Linked DNA regions of Athene noctua: region 2 is linked to region 1. Evidence: chromatin contacts called from public Hi-C data. All regions are on one chromosome and are shown on one strand. Each heading gives the region's core, a stretch centred on a gene start, on an enhancer-like site or on the middle of the called end of the contact. The rest is flanking DNA. Distances are from core to core; before and after follow the strand shown.

What was found. A called contact is a pair of places that touch in the nucleus more often than the background predicts.
Region 2: a Hi-C map of heart shows a contact between it and region 1, with 7 times the contacts expected there. The contact joins the promoter of CAMK1D here to the promoter of OPTN in region 1. A contact is called at or near these places in 2 of 2 Hi-C or Micro-C datasets (heart and liver).

What each region holds. Positions count from the first base shown.
Region 1 is chr3:81,070,093-81,075,817 of bAthNoc1.hap1.1, reverse strand. It overlaps OPTN (optineurin), which reads left to right and starts at 2,127. Exons shown (of 14, transcript XM_074903480.1): 1 at 2,127-2,256; 2 at 3,140-3,316; 3 at 5,116-5,318. The coding sequence starts at 3,151.
Region 2 is chr3:81,389,044-81,394,768 of bAthNoc1.hap1.1, reverse strand. It overlaps CAMK1D (calcium/calmodulin dependent protein kinase ID), which reads left to right and starts at 3,040. Exons shown (of 11, transcript XM_074903490.1): 1 at 3,040-3,394. The coding sequence starts at 3,303.

The DNA of each region.
Region 1 (5,725 bases), core at 878-3,377:
CAAATGTTATGGACTGGCTTGGGGAAAGTTGGACACTTTTAAACCTCTTGCCTCAAAATATTTACCATCTGTGGAGTACAGCATAGATAGACGAGCTTCTCATAACTCATCCCAGCAGCTCAGACCACTCACCGGAGAGTTAGGACAGAAGTCTCCTTCCTTCACAGAGACAACACACTCCACTCCTGCGTGTTACCCACGACCTGCGGAACAGACAAAACAAATTAATCACATGTGGTGAAAAAAAAAATCTGAACAAAATAGGTGGCCCCAAACAGTTGTTTTCTCCATTGCATTTCCACAACACTGATGCGCAGCAACAGAGTTTTGTGCAAACACTCTAATGTTCCTTAGATAGAAGCATTTATTTCTTTTACATAAAAAACTTGAATTCTCTCATTTTTTATTTTTCACTAGGCCTCTTTGGTTATTTCTAGCCCTCCCCTATCTACATGGGCTTTAATTTTTTTCTTTGGCTTTTAAAAAGCAAAATGTTTCATTTCAACTAGAATCAGAGACATCATGTCTGATTCTAAGCAACCCTCCTCCATTTTACAACTGCAAGCAAGGAAGGATTGTTCTGTTCCTGCATATGGATCTCTTCAAAAAAAGACTGAATTGTGAGATACGTAGATCTGATCAGCAGTGAAGCACACACTGAAGTGCTAAACTGCTCCCCCAAAACTTGGATATTTGCTGCCTAAATAAGATCTGTTCCCAAAAATGAATTCTCAGTACTAAAAACAGATCTGGGATTACTGTGGGAACAGCTATCATAAGTGTAATAAAGTAGCAAATGCTTTAAGTTCCTCTGACAAGTAGAAGCTGGTTGATTTTTCTCTTCTTTTACCTTTGCTGCATGTGCAGTAAGGTCCTGCAGCTTGCAAAAACTTAGCTCAGAGCTCAAATAAAAAGCCATGATGAGCTGCTAGTATTTCTGTTCCTCGTTCTCACAGAAGCTACCTTTCTTGTCCCACTTACACCCATACACTCCTGTCTAACACACCAGCCATGGATGCAGTGATGGGAGATGACAGTAATTCAGAGATCACACTCCCTCAAGCAGAGAAGATCTCAGTGTACCTACAAGGAGCCAGATTCCATTTGTTAGCAGTGTGAAGAACAAAGCACATGGTTTATGGGCTCAGCACACATAAATCTGCTATTATATCTGTTCTTTGCACACACATGGTCCCAAATGATTGCTGGTTTTATTTTGAGGGAGATTTGTAACCTGCACCCTCAGTTTGGACGCTTAAGTTCCTCAGCTGTAAAAGGATTGTTCCCTGACAGTGTCTACCATCCACTGTGCACCTCTCTCCTCTCCCTCGTGCTGAGGAGTGTCTGGCTGCAGCACTTGGAGGGGAGCTGGGGAAACAAGTCCCACAGAAAGGCACGATTTCATTAAACAGCAGACAGTTCATAACTCCTAGATCTCAAAACAGCATCTTCAAAGCGAAAGAGCTTATTTTCAAGCCATGCAGTTGTTTAATGGAAGTATTTTCCACAGGGAAAGCTGACATTTTAGTTAAAATGGCATTTTTCCCATTGACAGCAATATCATAGTTGGCCCTATTACCTAAGAACTGGCACTGAGGTACTTCCAGCTTGGCATCTTGCTAAGGACAGTTACTAAGCACTGGGACTGTGCAGGATGAACCCCTCCATCCCTGGGAACCAGGCAATTAGGGACTTCCTGGGCCAGACATTGCATCCAACCATGTCATCTGACAGCTGTTAATGGGCTACATCCCCATAGCGTGGCAAACCCCATCCTAATGAATTTGATAATGCCTGAAACATCGTTAGGCCCTGTGCAAAAAGCATTCCCTTTCGTACACCTCACACCTGCCACCTGATCTCATCCTTTAGGCCTCATGCGGTAAGAAGTCTCTCCTAATCGCCCCTCTTGAGGCTGCTCCCCGCTCCACCATAGCCTCTAGTCTTTCTTTCTTCTGTGGAGACCCACCATTTTACCCCCTGACCACTAGCGACCTTCCTTCTCCTTGGGGGATTCTGCCCGTTCCCGCCGGGCTGGCAGGCGCTGGGCTCCTCAGGGCGGGAACCGAGGGGGTGGTGAGGGAAGGGCGGGGGCGCTGGGCCGGGCAGGCGGAGGGAGGCCCGCGGCCTGGCCCCGCTGCCGGACCGGGCGGTGGGCGGGAAGCGCGGAGCTCGGAAAGTCCCCGAGGAGAAGGAGGAGGCGGGGACGGGCCAGTCAGCTGAGCCGGGCCGCCGCCGCCATGGGCGCGCCGTGAGGTGGGAGTGAGCGGGGAGAGGCTCGGCCGCGGTCGGCGGGGGCTGCCCCTGAGGCGAGCCCGGCGCGGGGGGACGGCGGGCGGTTTCCCTCACGGTCGCCGTGGGCGGGCTCGCCCGGTGACTCGGCGGATCCGGGGTGGGCCTGCGGGGAGGGCGGGCCGCGCCGGAGAAGGGCAAGCGGGGAAACGCCGGTTTGCGGCTCCCGGAGGCCGGCCCCGGCCCGGGGAAGAGGCGGGGGGTGCGGGGCTGCAGCGGGACGGAGCGGCCGTGCCTGGGCAGGGGCGGGGGCCTCAGCCTTCCCCGCTACCGCGGCGGGGTGCCGGGTGTGCGGTGGAGAAGGAAAAAAAAGGGACAAGAAAGCGAAAATGAAAGTTAAAAGTCAGCGGAAATGGCCTCTCGGAGTGAAACGCAGCGTCGGGGCGCGCTGAGGCCGAGCGGGGCGGTGGGAGGCGGCGGCGCCGCCGCAGGCCCCGTCAGGGCCCGGGCGGGCGTGGGAGCCCGCTCCCCTCGGGGCCGGGAGCTGCCGGCGCCCCGAAACCCTGTCGGGCTGCGCATGCCAGGGCTGCTGAGGGAGAGAGGAGAGAGGGGGTGACACAGGGGTGCTTCTTGTCTCCTTCCCAGAGGAAGGCGCTGCCGAGGAAGGGTTGATTAGCCCGAGAGGCGTCTCGGGGATCAGTTGCTTTATTCATGCCGGCCTGGGAGGGGTTAATGGGATGTGGAGACTCTGGTGTAGCGAGGTCAGAGGGACTGGAAGGTGCCAGGGTGTTATGACAAGATGTGTGCCTTGCTTGTCATAATAGGATGAAGGTATGCGTATGTTTTCTTTATAAACATCTGTTGGGCAAGAAATTGAAGAGTTTTCTCTTTGCAAACCTCATAGCAGATGCTTCAGAGATGTCCAGCAAGTTGAAGAGCTGTCCTACTGAAAATGGAGAGCATCCTAGGAGTAAAATGGAAAACAGAACAGACAGCATGGCAGCCCCTACCCTTAGTACCTACACCCCAGAAGAGATGGTACAACAGATGAAAGAACTAATCGCTGAGAACAATGACTTAAAAGGTGAATGTACATCTGAACTGGTCTTGAAATGCAGAAGCCCTGAGTCTCTTCTATGACCTTTTTTTTGTCCTATGAGTATGAATTCTGTGCTCATTTGCCCTTGCTGGATAACATTTTATACCTGGGTAGCATTTATTGCGTAAGAGACTCTGCAAGTGGTGAGGCCAGTTTGACAGGACACATCAAATTGAATCGGTGTGGAAGATGAGGGGAGAACAGCCCAATGTACGGGTGACTTATTTGCTTTAGAATTATGCATATAAGCAGTATAGCACTGTATTTTAGGAGGTGAGATGAAAAATCTCTTGCTATGATGTTCTCTTTGCTCATCAACCTCTAAAAGCTTTTTTGGTTTGTATTTTAGGACTTTTGGGCAGTCTAACATTTTTCCATAGCTGCATCAGAAGGAGTGGGTATTATTGCACAGTGCCAAGAACAGTTTGGGTTGGGATGCTGAAAGGAGCTGCATCTTCTCGGGCAGAGAGGGGAATTGGAGCAGGCTGTTCTGCATTGTATGTAGCGATGACTATGAATGGTTAGATGTGTCAGCACCTTCTGTACTTCAAAATGAAGTGGTGGCCATGGCATGGTCTGTCTGGGAGAAACTGATAGTTTTCCCTGAAAATGCCTAATGATTTGAGTCTTTCAGGCAAGATAGATTTGAGTTTGGATCCCAGGAGTTTAGGTGTCAGATATTTTTTTTTTAATGGATAGAGCAAAACCCAAGGGATTGGGAATTTTCTGTGTAAAAGACAGAGATACCTCATTGTTTATATGGCAGCAGAGCACAAAGTCGCATATCCTGTGTGCGGTGGTTTTACACTAGTGTATAAATTCTGTCTGAATCATTTTTGGATGTGATCCAAGTTCTCAGCCTTGGAGTCTCATGGGTATCTGGCAGAAAAGTTGTTTCTAGAAGTGCCTCTGGTATATTGCTAAAAGGTCCTATATCATAAGATAATGTTTCGGGACCTTATTTACAGCTGCTGTAACTCATACCTTGCAGAATCATTCTCCAGAGCGGCATTTATTTACATAGCCTGAAGGATTTGTTGGCAGTTTATAATATGACATCAGGACATAATGGTAGTTACTGGAAAATGTATAAAAGATTTTCAAACAACTGGCTTTGAGCTTGTTGCTTTAAAAAAATCAAGTCTGAAATACTTTCACTGACTCTGCCTAAAAATCTTGTAAGCATTTCCGTAGTGAGACTGACGTTACACACTGACTTTTCTACATACACATGGCTTCCCAACCAGGGGGAACTGACTTTGCTGTGACTTGTTTGGTATATTTTTTCACTGCTTTCAATCAAATCTTAACCAAATGTTCAAGTAGAGCATTGTTGGGCATATTTGAGACATTTGATTTGATAGCATCTGTTTTCATGCAGTAATTTACCAGTCTAGGATGTCTGTTTTCCCTACCAAGTCTCAATAGTGTCAGAATCTCAATTCAGTAGTTTATTTGGGTTGATCATGTAAATAGCACATGCAGCAAGATATCAAGTACCTTGCTTATACTTCTTGGTTTAGGAATAAGTCAAGAAGTGAGAGAGTGTGGGCATGTGATTTCAGCAGCAGATTTGACACTATTTATTACAGAGCTAACGGACTATAATAAGTTTAGTTCTGGTTTGGTATTTAAGGTACACAAGAAGTAGGTTCACATTTCATGCCCAGTTATTGCTAACCCATTTGATACTGAAGAATGTTGAGCTCAGCGTAGTGGAAATCTGCTGTTTCATTGTCAGGCTATTAATGTGAATCAATGTCTTGTCTCTGGCTGTCGTTTAGAAGCCATGAAGTTGCATAACCAAGCTATGAAGGACCGATATGAGGAACTTTCCATCTGGCGAGAGAAACAGAAAGAAGAAAGAGAATTTTATGAGTTAAAGTTTAAGGAGGCTAAGGAGTGCTTGCTAGCCAAGTGCATTGAAAATGAACAGCTACAGCAACAACTTCAGAGCTTAAAGGAAAGCAAAGAAGGAGCTGAAATGGTAAATAAGGAATTGGTTGGATTTTCATGATTTTAAATTGAAGTCTGGAGTATTTGTGTCCCTTCAGCACATTTGGAGATTTGTTAACATTTCCATTTTTATCCTTATGCTCTAACAACAGGTCTTGGCCTGACTTATTTTATCAAGTGAGTTTTCTCAGAGTGTAGTAATTGTGCCACAGCTGAGATAATTTACATTTTAATTAACATTTAATTAATAATTAACATTCTTGACATAACATACAAGAAATTAACATTTCTTGCTAACTTTTCATTCTTTATTTTGTTTACTGCTGGGTATCTCTTGACTTTATCCCTCCCTTTGCTTGTTAGATTATCTCTCATGATTGTTAATTGCTTTCGTATTTGTGTTTCCAGGGAGAAGTTGATATGTAAGAAAAAAAAAAA
Region 2 (5,725 bases), core at 1,791-4,290, 320 kb before region 1:
GCTCATTAGCCTTTTTCTGAAATGAACCCTTGGCAGAGCTGCGGAGCATGCCCAGGTAATGAGAGATTTGCCACTGTGCAGCTACAGAAAAGGCCTGAATTGATGTTTCATTGGCAGTCTTAGTTCTGGCATTTATGCGTGCTTCATTTTACAACTCTATTAATGTTCTGGTAATCTAGTTGTATGTAATTAAACTTTGAATACAACCGTACAGAGGCACATAGCTGCAGCATGCCCTGCTGTACGCAGCCACTCCAGAGAGAACTTTTCACGTAAGATTTTCATTTTTAAAAAATACTTGTTCTTCAAATAGCTACAATAGCTCTGCAGGAGCTTGTCAGTCAAGCAAGATTACAGACTCCCTAAATTCAGCCTGACATGACAGACTGTAATGACTCTGAAGGGGCTGTTACGGTCTATTGTGCCAGTGGTCCCTGTCTAATAGGATCATCTTGTACACTTCTCATTAAAACTGTAATGGCTCTAGAGATTTCTATATTACCAGTTACTTGAAATGTGAGTTATTTTATCACAAAAAAAAAAAAAAAGGCACATTCATGTGATGCTTAAGGTGCAGGTTAAATGAAGAAAAGAGAACTTAGATTTACAGGCTGACATATACCTTTACCTTATGCAATTTTGATGCTGAGAAATTGCATACTTGAGGATTTGAGCAATTTTAAGTACAATTTTTGCCTGCTGAAAGCGGGAATGGAGAAGTGGGCGATGCTGTCTGTGCAGTCTGATTTTAACGTGATGCTGTAGGGACCAACGCAACTTCATAAATAATAGTGGTGGATGGTTTTGGTATGCCATAACTCCAAGATAAGTTATGGTGTTTGTCTTCTGGATGGATGAAGCACTTTGGCTTCCGTTGTGCTGGAGGTCAGGGCAGATGATCACACTTGTCCTTTCTGGCCTCAAACTCTCTCTGTCTTCTCCTGAAGACAGGAGCTTATGTTTGGTAGCCCCATTCAGCAAACCCAAATCACAGCATGGCATTTCTGATGCCAAGTGATTTACACGTGAAAAAAGAGGAAATTTCACAGCAGTGCGGATTGAAGGGAAAGTTGGGTTTGGGTGTCAAGTGCATCTGGTTAGGTCAGTCACATCTTCTGGGATGGAGAGCCTGCCTGGGGACTCCTGGTGACACTACCAGGGAGCAGTAAGGATCATGCAGTAAAGGAAATCCTGAGGGTAGCGAGAGCATGGGAATAAGTCAGGAGCAGAAGGAAAGCTGTTCAAAGTACACACCATGACAGCACGTAAGCACCCATCATAGGAAATCCCATGCTCTTTGGGGTGCCCATGTGGCTGAACAGCCACCAAAGCATCAGATTAGAGAGGTTCAGTAATAAATTGCTGGAGCAGTCACACGCAAAGCCGAGTGGCTCTGCCCAGCAGAGGGTAGCATTGCCCAAACACCCCAACCTGTTTTCCAAGTTTACACCTTGAAGCATCTTTGAATTCCCACCTCTACCACATCCCCTTTGAGCTGGGAGACACAACTCAGTCCAGACCCAGGGAAAGCCTCACAGGCTGATACCTTATAAATTCTGCTCAGAAATTATGAGAAATCTGGAAAAATCAGCTTCAGAAGTAGAATTTTAAGGAGTCTGTTAAGGGACATAATGCGTGTTAAACAGCTATGTGCATACAATCCCATCTGCTTTTAAGTAATTGTTATTTAGCTGCTTGTATTAGGATTTATTTCCAGGTACTTAATTTGATGATCAGGTTTGGATCTGCCCCCGAGGCACAAGTGTGCCTGTACCTGCTGGCAATGAGGCCTCTGATTTAGTCACCTAACTTGTGTGTCCCAAAAGAATTGCACATTTTTAGTGTCTTACACATTCTGAAACTGAAGCCCAGAGATACTAACTATAAACGTATCTCCGTTAGTCTAGACTATAATTTTCTCTGATGTCTCTGATGAATCCTGCCCATCGCCCCACATCAGCACTCAGCCGATGCCCAATGCGACAACGCTAGAGGTCTCAGTGTTGCTGAGAAAATACTGGTTTTAGCAATAATCTCAGCAGGGCCACACGTGTGTGGGTGCCAGGCCAGTGCTGTGCCCATCTTGGACCGCTGTGCTGGTGGGATGAGCACGGTGCCGGGGCGTGGGCCTCTCGCTGAGGCTCTGCGCTGCCCATCCACCTGCCTCTGGGCTTGGTGCTGCTCAAGGGGGTGACCCTGGGGTTTGGGTGCCCCTCGCTTGGCCGGGTGTGCCAAGAGCTGTGCTGGGTAAGGGTGGTCCTGCCCAAGAGGCGAGTTTTGGCATCCCAGGACTGTGTGCGTGTGTGTGTGTGTGTGTGGAAGGTGGGCACCACTGCCCCCGCGCAGCCCCGCGCAGCCCCGCGCAGCGCCCGGCCAGGCAGCCCGGAGGTGTGGTGTGGCTTTTTAATTTTTTTTTCCTCTGCTTTCCCTTTTTTTTTTTTTTTTTTTTCTCCCTCTTTGCTTTCCCTCCCCTCCCGTTTGACGTGCGCGGTTTTGGTGCAATGCGAATTATCTCCAGTCATTCAGTCAGGAGGGGCAGCGCCAGGCAACAGAGCAGCGGCGGGGCTGCCTCCTTCTCCTCCCTCCTCCTCCTCTTCCTCCTCCTCCTCCTCCTCCTCCTCCTCCTCCTCCTCCCATTGCCATAACAACCGCGCACAGCCGCTGCGCCCGCGGTGCCGGCGGGGCCGCACCGCTCCGCACCGCACCGCGCCCGGGAGGCTGAGCATCCCACGGGGCCCCGCACGCCCCGCACGGGTGGGGTTGACGGGCGGGCGGGGAGGGGGGGGGGGAAGAGACAGTGACCTCCCTCAAAAAAACCCCAACCAAAAACCCCAAACCTAGAAAACAAAAAACCCAACGAAAAAAAGGGACTTTTTCGCGGGGAGGGTCTGTCAAGGACCAAAGTGACCCCAAGACAAGGGTGCGCGCAGCTGCTGCGCGGAGCGCGGAAGGAGGGAAGGACAGGGCAGCCCCGCGAGTGACTCCGCGGGGGGGCGCGGAGGAGGGGAAAGGAGGGAAGGGGGGGGGGGGCAGAGAAAGTTGGGAGGAAATAGCCCAGGAAAAGTGACACTCGCGGAGCCCGCCGGAGCGCGGAGGAAATAAAAGCGGCGGCGGGCAGGAAGTGTGAGGAGGAGGAGGAGGAGGAAGAAGAAGGGGAGAAGGAGGAGAAGGAGGAAGAAGAAGAAAGAGCAGCTGCTGCTGCCGCGGCAGAAGAGAAAGCAAAAGCCGCACGCCGGCTCGGTGCCGCCCGGCCCGGGATCCGCGGGGCTGCGCGGGGCTGCGCGGGGCTGAGCGCCGCGGCCATGGCCCGGGAGAACGGGGACGGTGGCGGCTCCTGGAAGAAGCAAGCGGAGGACATCAAGAAGATCTTCGAGTTCAAGGAGACGCTGGGGACGTAGGTGGCGGGGAGCGGCCGGGGGGGTGGGGGGGCGGCGCTGTCCCTTCCCCGCGGGGATGCGCGGGTCGCTCCGCGGGTGGGTGCGTGTGCGTGTCTGTGTCTGTGTGTGTATTTTCGCGTGTGCACCCTTCGGTGCTGCTCCGCGCCCCGCTCATCCATCCGAGCAAGAAGTCGGGGCGATCTGGAAACACGGAGAAAAATATAACTGTGGGGCAGGAGCTGGGCTAACACCCCCCCCCTCACACCTCAAAAAAAAAAAAAAAGGGGGGGGGGAAAAAGTGTTTTAAAATATTCATAGACTAAGCAGATGGGGAAAGGCTTTTTCTTGATAGTGAACTGTAAATAAATGCGGTCTGACTTGCACGCTTTCCCCTAAAGCCGATGGCTGCATCTATTCGTGGACAGACGAGCAGAAATAATCGGAGTGGATTGGATGTGTATTAGCTACGATGCTTAACTGTTGTTGGGGTTTATTTCTGTTATTTATAGTGGCGGGGCATAAAGATTAGTAAAACGTTAGAGGTTTTTTTCTTTTTTTTTTTTTTTTTTTTTTTTCAGAAGGCTGAGAATAAACATGCGCAGATGGTGCAAGGGAGCGGGGTGCAGGCTGATGCTTTTTTGGCTGAGCGGAGAGTTTTATTTTTGTTAAAACAATTTTTTTCGTAGAGGATATTGTAGAGGTAGAGGGCCGGGAGTGCTGAAGGAAGTCAGCGTATGGGCTGCTGTATGTATATACGTTGAAATGAAAGTTCAGTTGTAAGGGGAAGGCTCTTTGTTACTGTGTGCCCCTGCTTTAATTGCAACTCATGTCTCAAACCGAAGCGTTGTTAATCCCACGTAGTGCTTCTCATACTCTGCGTGCCACTTCCAAAATACGGTTGAACAAGTTTTGACTGTAATATTTCAGTTTCTTTCTGCTTCCAAGGGAGGGCTCTCTATAAACAGAGTATTTCTGGTTCACGGACTCACTGGTTTCCCATGAACAAACTGCGAGTAAGAATCAGGCTGGGCATTTAATATGGAGGTGGGTCACGCAACTCTGTTGTGATGAGGAGACAGTGTAGCCCTCAGAAAAACACAGACTTAGCAAATCAAATTAATGTCTGCCCAGGTCTTTGAAGAAGCAAAGTGCAGCGTAAGAGCTAAGTGTTACGGTGTATTCTTGTCACCTTAATCGAGTTTCTGCTGTCAGAATTTCATACTGGGAGAGACGTGTCCCTGCTTGTCACCTGAGGCGTGCGGTTCCCTTCCTGAGCGAAGGGGTATCGGGGAGGAAAGTCTTAATGCCAAGAGATTCGTTAGAGCAGCAGGACAGTTCGCTGTGGTTTCCATTATACAGCTATCATCACCCTGGTTGCTGTGCATGAAGCCATCTGCAAGGGTTAGTTTGTACCGCTGAAGAAGTCTGGAAAGAATTGTGGCCTTGATCTGTATCCTACTGATGTTAATAGGAGCAGGTGTAGGTCCCAAGGAAGGTAAAGTTGGTCAGAGTTAATAGTTATGCATATTAGCATGGCTGTTGCAAATTAAATTAATTAAATATGGCCAATTAGTGTCTCAAACTATTAGCCACTGTCTTAGCCTGACAGTTTGGTTAGTAAGTCCTTTCTGATGAGGGTGGAAGCTGTGAAGTTTTTAAACTTGATTTAACAGTCAAATCTAGAAGATTTTAGATAATTAAAATAATTGGATTACAAACCTGGACCTCTATAAAGAAAATAGAGCTGTTTTCTTTTCCAGACATAGCCACATTAATTATGAATGTGTGTGCATTTAACAGCCTACACATCAGTTGTCTTCTGGTTGTGCATTTCTTAGTTTCAGAGAGCAGTCTGATAATTAGAAGATCTGAATCCGAGTTTTGGTTCTGTCCTTGTCTGTCCATCAGCACAGCACCTGCAGCTCCTGCCAGCTCTGGTGTGATTTAACAGGGTGTGAAACTTCTAAAAAATTTGGGCCATCACTGTGCAAATCATTAAAGTACCTGTTCCATTCCCACTAAAGGCAATGAAAGTCTGTTCACTGACTCAAGAGGCAGATATAAGGTGCAGGGCTCCAAATGATGGGACACTTTCTCAGTTATTGATAGGAAAGTACTTAAATAGGAATTAAGCAAAAGTTTAAATACCTTTAAAGCACCTGGACAAAAATGTTTTTCTCTGTTGTTACTTAGGAGCAGGGACAAAATCTGCTTTGATCCCTCCTGCACATTAATGCTGAACTGGGTTGGACATCCAGCGGTTGATCTCACCATCTAATAGATTTTTCTCTAGCATGGATGGGCTTGGAGTGAAGAACCTGGTGTGTCAGATGAGTTGCACTGGATTA